2 separate regions of the Bicyclus anynana genome follow, and region 1 is linked to region 2. Evidence: chromatin contacts called from public Hi-C data. All regions are on one chromosome and are shown on one strand. The core of a region is the stretch at or near the end of the contact, and the rest is flanking DNA. Distances in the headings are between cores, read along the strand shown. Region 1 has its middle 11 kb from the start of LOC112050532. Region 2 holds the start of LOC112050534 (serine/threonine-protein kinase D1).

What was found. Hi-C and Micro-C count contacts between places; a contact is called where the count stands out from the background.
Region 1: a contact with region 2 is called in a Hi-C map of whole larva, with 4 times the contacts expected there. The contact joins the enhancer-like site here to the promoter of LOC112050534 in region 2. A contact is called at or near these places in 2 of 2 Hi-C or Micro-C datasets (whole body and whole larva).

Annotation. Positions count from the first base shown.
Region 1 is chr21:14,567,455-14,571,879 of ilBicAnyn1.1, forward strand. No RefSeq gene overlaps it. Among protein-coding and RNA genes, the nearest start is that of LOC112050532, 11 kb to the left of the region's middle. Within about 2 kb of position 3,142, at least 4 of the 8 cell types and tissues checked have open chromatin away from gene starts, as enhancers often do.
Region 2 is chr21:14,531,860-14,536,300 of ilBicAnyn1.1, forward strand. It overlaps LOC112050534 (serine/threonine-protein kinase D1), which reads right to left and starts at 3,165. Exons shown (of 19, transcript XR_008251960.1): 1 at 2,963-3,165. LOC112050543 (esterase SG1-like) reads left to right here. Exons shown (of 4, transcript XM_052888202.1): 3 at 1-126; 4 at 604-622. The coding sequence ends at 622.

The DNA.
Region 1 (4,425 bases), core at 1,892-4,391, 36 kb after region 2:
GCCATCCCATAGGTGACTGCAGTACTCCATGCTGGTTCGAACCTGTGCCTGATAAAGGGTGAGAAGTTGTTCTGCTGTGAAGTACCGCTTTACCTTATTCAGGATGCCCAATTTTTTAGCTGCAGTCTTGGCTTTATTCTCGATGCATTGGTTGAAAGCGTAATGCGGATAAACATACGGAAGTGCATTTCTAGATATAATTGTTTGACGTTCCTGTTCGGCGCTGAAATAACTTGCTTATGAGCTCGAGTTAAAGCAGTTTAAGTTATAGGACTGTAAGTTGTTTATTTTAAATTCAGATTATTATTTATTACATTCTTTATTTATCCAATTTCTTTTAAATTTAAATTAACTTCCGGAATAAAATAATATTATATTTAATTATTCTTCTACTATTCTCAAACTCAGTGCTAATGCAAAAAATAAATCCCCCGTTTTGACGTCGTATCGTACCTACGGGTAGCAAATTGACCCGAACTGGGAATCCAACCCCTGACCTCTGGTTTAAAAACCAGTTTACTTTAGATTTTTTTATAAAAGAAAATATGGCAGAACGTATGCCAGGCCAGCTAATAACAAATAATAAATTATTGTCATATAATTATCTGTATATTTGTAATACTTTTATTTTCAAGTTTCCGCACGACTTGTTACAAGCATTAATACTAATCTTCTATGGAGGGTTACAATATCAGATCAGATTACGGATAAATAACTAAGTCCCTAACTAAGGTAAGGTAACTAAGTAGGTATTCGGTACCTTAGTCGAAGAGCTTTTGCTCACATAGGTAAGTATCTTTGATTGCCGCTCTACATGTGTATCACCAAGTAGCGAGATGTTTCCTGGACCTAAGCCTAAAGGTAGGTATGGACTATGGTTGATGATATTTTAGGCCAGTGGCGTAGCGTGCCGTGTAGCGGCCCTGTATCAAAGTTAGTCGGGGGGGGCCCAGGGTAGATATTTCTCACAAAAGAAACAAAAATGTAGGATGTTTCCGTTTTTAGGACAGCACGCTTAACCCGGGAAAAAAGTATTGTGTTTTTTTAATTATGTGATTTCTGAAGTGAAATAATGAAGTGAAATATAGTCAGTTTTTGGATGATTTCCGGGAAGCACAAGTTTAACTGACATTGTGAATTTTACCAATTTTTGTGTTCACACGTAAGGGGGCCCTGAACTCCGGGGGCCCTGTATCATTGATACGGCTGATAAGGCGGTCGCTACGTCCGCGTTTTAGGCACGTGAAGTTCAAAAAGCTGCTTCAAGTTGTGGAGCATTCGGCAGGACATTGTAGGAGGTGCACCTAACTTGCATGCGTCCAAAGTGTTGCCATATCATAAGCGATGAGTTTCTATTTTCCATAAGTTGGATTATATGACAGATCTATCCGTCGTTATCCTCATCATTAGCAACCCGTTTTCGGCTTTCACTGCTGACTTGCTGAGCACGAGTCTGCTCTCAGAATGAGAGGGGGTTAGGCCAATATTTACCACGGTGGCCCAATGCGGATTGGCAGACTTCACACACGTAGAGAATTAAGAAAATAATTAAGAAAAAGTATGAAGGTTTCTTCACGTTAGTTTTCCTTCACCATTTGAGACATATTTTATTCAATTCCTTAAAATGCACTTAACTGAAAAGTTGAAGGTACATGTCCCGGACCGGATTCGAACCACGCCCTCCGAATCTCAGGCAGAGGTCATATCCACTGGGCTATCACGGCTCTCAGTGGTTGTAATTAGTTTAAAGAGTTGTAGTTCTAGGAGCTGATTGGAGTGTCGCCGGGCTGGCAACAGGCGCGCACTCGCGCGGACAACTATCTCAGATAATAATTGATAATAATAGATAAAATTGGGACCGTGTGCACTGTTAAGGGGATCGTCGCCGACTTTGTGTTGGAGCTTAAAATATAAAATATCTAATAAGAAAATGCAAATTTATAATATACCTACCTATAGTTTTGCACTTTTTTATAGTTATATGATGTTACATACACTTAGGGTTGCCAACTGTACTATAATATAGTATTGTACTATATTTCGAGTCTGCGTATTATATACTGTTGAAGAACTATATACCTAGTACTCAAGCAAAAATACTATATTTTCAACACTGAAATATAATAAACAAAATTTTCATTTTGAAACTTTATGAAAATTAGTTTTTGCAAGATGCAACAGCATCTAGCCTATAGTGCGCTATCCTTACGCTTTAGAGAGTTGGTTTTAAAAAAAATTAAATGACCGCATTATTGCATATGACCGTTTTATTTCAGATAAATAAATGTTAATTGTTTGCTTATTCCTTAAAATACAATATTTTATTTAAGCGTACTATATATTTTTATAGCTAAATCTAAAAAATACTATATTTTTCTGAAAAAATGTTGGCAACCCTACATACACTATGCATGTTAAGTCCAGTGGCTTAGTGTGGATGTGGACGAATCTAGACGTGGGCAAATTCGCATCAGCGAGGCGAGGCGTTAGACTATTAAAGGTCTAAGGGCGAGGCCCTACCAACTTCCCATATCCGGGCTGAGGGTGAGGACCAGAAGCGTTTCACTTTAAATAGGTAAGTATCTAATTTAACAATGCGTTCCGGCAATTCCTTCAGTTGGTAACCAACTAGTATACCTACGCACGTACTAGATCCAAACTAAATCCACAACAAAATCGTGTTCAAAAGGTAAAATAACTAGGCAGGTAAGTAATAGATACCTAACTTCATCAAAGCGAAATGTAAACGGTGTAAAGGTAAACGTTACTAAAAGGCGTAGAGAGGTATACCCCTTAACAGTTGTTCACACGGCACCAATGTCGTGTGCAAAAAGGCTTTACAATACAATTATTATCGACGTGATTGTTCATAATTGTTCAAAGTGCGAGCCACCGCCGCGCCGCTCTGTATCTTTGAAGATAATATATTTCACGATACTCCTAATCCTAATTAAGTAACTGTAAACAACAACTATTTTCTAGTTTATTCTAAGGAAACATTTCATTAATTTTAATAAAAAAATAAAAAAATTTGAATTTATTCGTTTTATTAATTTCGAATCGTTCGGTATAGCACGGCCATCTCGCGTGCAATAGCTGAACTTTGACGTGTAGGTTGTTGTGTGAACGGTTGTAAGAGCTTGCCAATAGATGGCAGTACTAATTTTTAAGCCGGATTCACGATTGCTAGTCTGAAATATTTAACTCATTATTGGCATATTTTACACATTTAAAAATTCATAAAAACCATATATTTTTTAAAATTTCATGATTATATGATTATGTTTTTATTTAGTGTGTTTTACTATTCAGAGCTGTTGCCTGTTACAATTGCCTTGTAGGTACAGTGGTATAAGTGGTTTTCGAGGTCTTGGGTTCGAATCTTGAGCTATATGCGATAGTGAGTTAGAATATTCTCAGCCCGGAGTCGGAAAGTTGGTGGTACCTCCCCACCTGTTAAGCTGTCGGTTCCGTTATTATCATTTATGTCTGATACTGGTCGTTATTTAACATTATCCCGCCAACCCGCATTGGTGCTGCGTGGTGGGTCTATGCACCATTTCTATTTTATATTCATATTATCTATTCTTCATATATTCATTCAGCATATCTTCTATAAGGAGGGGTATTCCTCCTGTCCCTATTGTGGGCAATTTAATAAGACTAATAGTTGATGATTACTATATTCAGGGATCCCTGCTTAAAATTCCATGTGTCTATTTTTTTTTTGTATGTAGGCAGATATAACTACCTACTCAAATGGAATTTCGAAATGGTTTGAGAGGTTTCAAGGTCATTGAAATCTGCTTTCACCTTACACAGCCACCACGGCCCAAACTCCTTAATTGGCTAAGATAGAGCTTCCTTGTAGATAAGTACATTATGTTAGAAGAAGGGCTGACAATCCTTCAGCTTTCATACATTGAGGCGAAGATTTTATACTATTAGATATGTCACTAGCGCTGACAACTGCGGCGAATAAAGTTTCTAGCCTCTTATCTTAGAAATTCTTAATTTTATATAGATAATCGCATAGTATAGCTACAACGAAAATTTAAACAAATAGTACTTAAATATTAGCTACAATAACGAGTTGTGTATAAAAACTGATCAGTAGGTGAATTTGTAGGCATATGACATATCTAACTAATATGTATGTGTTGGTAGTATAACATTTTTGCAATGAGGCTCTCGTTTGACTATTCATTGCGTCTGTCGGAATCTTGGAATGGCCTTTTTTGCAATTCTTACTTTTGGCAAAATCACTGACCCTTGGCAAATTTTGCTGCATATGCAACAGCTCGTTTGATACACTGCCGCCCGCCGCCGCCGGGCGCTACGCTTTGTAACTCGAGCCGCCCCGCCCTCGCCCGCTGCAGGGTCGGACTCTTCGGGTCAGGGTCAGAGTTAGACGCCGTCGTCACG
Region 2 (4,441 bases), core at 1,915-4,414:
TTTTTATAAATTAAATAGTTTACTTCAAGTAGGTTTACCATATTTCTGGAAAGTCTATGTCTTTGCAGTGGCTCTAATATCTGTACAAGAGTGCAAATTATACTGGAAAAAGCTGACAAAAACTCAGTATTTTTCTATTAAAAAATATTATTTACTTTACAATTTTAGGAAAACAAAATGTAGACAGGAGTTAGTATCTGTATAATTAAGAAACTTCATTTACAGGATCTGGAGCAGTGTCTATAGAACTTTTGCAATTGTCTGGATTCACTAAGAACCTTTTTGGTAAAGTAATATTAGAGTCTGGATCTGCATTCTCTCCGTCTGCCATTTCACATGAACCAACATCAGATGCATTTAACTTTGCAAAGGAATTGGGCTATAAATATGATTCTAAACCTGTACTGTTACAAGAGTTTTTCTACAAAGTTTCATACAAGAGCATTTCTAATACATCCTATAGTTTCCTGCCATGCATTGAAAGCGAAGATTTTACAAACAGTTTAATACTTAAAGATCCAAGAGATGGAAATAATGCTAAACATCAGAATGTGCCGACAATGGTCATATACACAAATGCTGATGAAGTATCTATAATTGCAGAAAATATGGACAGATTTAATGCAATACCACACAATTTTGAAAACCTACTGCCTAGCAACTTGGTATTTGATAGTGACAAGACAAAAAATAAAGTAGCAAACATAGTTAAGGAGTTTTATTTTGATGATTACACAATAACCAAAAATGTTGTACAAAGTTATATTTCATATGTAAATGATGTATTCATGGAATATCCTGTTGTAAAGTCAGCTGCCTATCATGCCAACAATGGAAATGTTGTATATTTGATGAAGTATCTTTATGAAGGAAAGCTAAGTAGTAAGAAATATGGCATTCCCGGAGCAAATTTTGGAGACATACTGAAATTTATTACATCAAATGTCCACTTAGAAGATTCTGATGAAATTGTTTCAGAAAAATTGATTACTTTATTAAACAATTTTATAAGACTGGGGTAAGTCACATTATTGAAACACTATATATATAATAGAAATAGCTTAGTAAGTAATTTTTAAAATATGAGCATTGCATTAGCACTTAACTGTAACATTAAGTCAATTAAGAATTTTTCATCTAGTTCTGTATAGAGGAAAATTGAAGCATTTTTCCTTCTGAATGGAAAGTAAAATAGTCAATTTAAGTTCAATTTACACAAAAAGTGATTTTTTTTGCTATTACCAAACAAACAAACTCTTCAGCTTTATATATTAGTATAGATAGATTAACTTTATATTCAACCATTAAAACTGTGAAGGAGTTGTTAGGGTTTCATAGTCCACAAGGAACTCTTATAGTATATAGTTATAGTATTGCCCTGTCTGTCTGTCTGCAGTTTAGCGTTTAAATTAGAAAAAAAATTGTGCTTACATGCAAAGTAGGATGAATTCTTTATTGTCTATCGGCTGTTAATGATGATTTGGGGCATATTTGTATGCTTTACATAAGGAATTAAAGTGCTAACTTAATCTATGGAAAACTACACTGTGCATGGCCCGACAAACACTTCGCTGGTTTTTTTAAAAATATAATACTGCTTACAATATTACCTATATTACATTATATGAAATTAATTTTAGGGATCCAACACCTCTAACAACTTTACTAATACCTGAAGTGTGGCAGCCGCTAGTGCCTTATACGGTCAATAACAAGATAGTACTGCGCAATGTTCCATGCCTTACATTTAGACAATCTATGACCAACTCCTTACTCTCTGGACAACAGCTTGTGTTTTGGGATCATATTTATGAAAAGTTTTATATAAATTCATCAGAAAAGTAATATTTAAAATATTTGCTTAGCTAGTATATTGTAAAATGGTGATAACACCAAAAAATATAACTTTATTTATTTATTTATATTATACTGTATAAATACATACTTGTTAAATTAATTGTTTTTGTGGAACTTGTCAACTGCATGACTTCATAACACCAAAACATTGATGTTTTCTTAGAAATATTAAATAAAGTTTTTATGTAAATAAATTGGGAAAACAGGTCCAAGATAACAGTAGTACAGTTATGCCTTATTCATATATAGCAATATGTAGAATATAAAAAAGCTTGGGAATGAAATGAACTATATGACTGGATACTTAGTTTTAGACAATAATAATATTAAAGGAACCCTGATTGAGTTTGTGTAGGTTCTTGTTGGACCAAGGAGAGTTTACAACTTTTGGAACTTGCATTTGAAGTTGTTGACTACTACACCATAACATTACCTGACATATCAAGTGCTTGTAAACTAAGGATACTTAAATAAATGAATCTTGAATTGTATAAATGTTAAATGAATGACAGCCTCCTTGAATAATTTCAACAATGCCGCACCAGGATGTGTTGCCGCTTTGGAAGTTTGTTTATTCTCTTCTGGAATAAGCTCACACTGCTATATTTTTTAGATTATGATAGTAATCAAACAATGTTTCCATAATCATACAGGCTAGATGTTAAGTAATGATGCAATATCATGTGGTGGAACTCATCCTAGAAGTTAACTACTCATAAGTTATACTCACACATAAGAAACATTTGGGTTTTTCCAATAGCCAACAAGTTCATCAAATAATTTGGAACACAACAGTACAAACAAGGGTGATAACATAAGACACAAAGTAATTAAGGAATGTTAAGTAGCAATTAAGCTAGGAGTGTGGGCTTTTGACGTCTTGTGATAAATATGCGAGACTTGTATGCCTTATGTCATGTAGAACTACTATTACCAAAGCGGATCTTCGTAAACCGCGTGATCTAGACTGGTAAAACCCGTAACATCTTCAAATCTTCATAAAAAAACGGTAAAGGGAAAGTCTGATTATAATTTAAAAGCGATAAACGTGTAAACTAATAGAAGAAATACAGTAATTGACGTCCTCAAAAACAAATACCGTTACCTTTACAATCGCAGCTCGGATTTCGGCAACGAGAGGAAAAATACACAGTATTCACTCACAACACTATGACATAGTTCACTGGGCACTCGTTTGGCAAGTTTTCATTTATTCATCATTAGATTTAAGTAATAAAATCAACAAGTAAAGTTTAGCACAAAACGAAACACCCGACACATTTTACTCTTGACTTGACAATTGACATGCGGTTGACATATGACAGTAGTACGTGAGCGGAGCAGTCTGATATTCGTTCAGAAATCTTAAAAAAAGTATATAATTTATTTTATCGCACTATCCTAGTTTATTAAATCCAAAAATCAAATTATTATCACAATTACTCTATAATAATTATTATTATTATTATTACCTTACCTTACCTTACCTTATCAGCCGATAGACGTCCACTGCTGGACATAGGCCTCTTGCATGGACCTCCAAGCTCAACGATCTCGAGCCGCCAGCATCCAGCGGCTCCCTGCAACCCGCTTGATATCCTCGGTCCACATAGTGGGGGGTCGCCCAACACTGCGCTTTCCGGTGCGGGGTCGCCATTCCAGCACCTTGGGACCCCCAACGTCCATCGGCTCTTCGAACTATGTGGCTAATAATTATTATTATAGAGTATTTGATAACACCGGCTTTGCACCGCCTTCATACTGATCAGCAGGTAGAACATATTATGATGTTATTTTCTTAGACCATTAAAAAGAAAGGACCTGCCTCGTAAACCGTTACCCCTATGTCAAAGATCAAGAGTCAATGATCTAACGCGTTTATAAAAACTGTTGCTATAGAATCGATGTTTCATTGTTGTAATCGTTTTCGTCGTGTAAAGAGCTCCCTAAAAATGCCAGTTTGTGTAGTTGAATGGCATAAAGACGGCCAAAAACTTGTAGTTTAGTAAAAGTGGAGTAGGCATGTCTTTAGCTTCGACTTAATGAGCTATTCGTCTTTAGCTTCAACTTAATGAGCTATTCTTTTTCTAAGAACTGGCAATATTGAACCATAAGAAGAAATTCCAAAAGGTAACTACTGTAAACCGATGATGAGTTCCCTTAACTGTCCCTGTCCTTTATCTTCATCACTAGACCCTTAATGACAACCCATCTAGGTGGAAAGTTCTCAGCAATCCGAATTATTCAAGGCCAAACAAGGTAGGTAGTTAATGTAAGCCGTTAAGGAGTTCCTTATTGTCCTTGGTCTTCATCACCAACCCCTAATGACAGTCACAACCTATCTATATGGAAAGATCTCATTAATACAAATCAATCAAGCCTAAACAAAAGTTCACTGCTGTAAATCATTGAGGATTTCCCTCGTCTGTATTATGGCTCCATCATTAGAACGATTCAAAACCTTCCTGAAATTGTAGTGCTTTAAAGTACCTACTAAATAGAAAAAATACGAACACACTAGGCGTCTATATAATTTTTGAAAGTTCCCCTCAATTTCTCCAGGATTCCATTATCAGATCTTGAC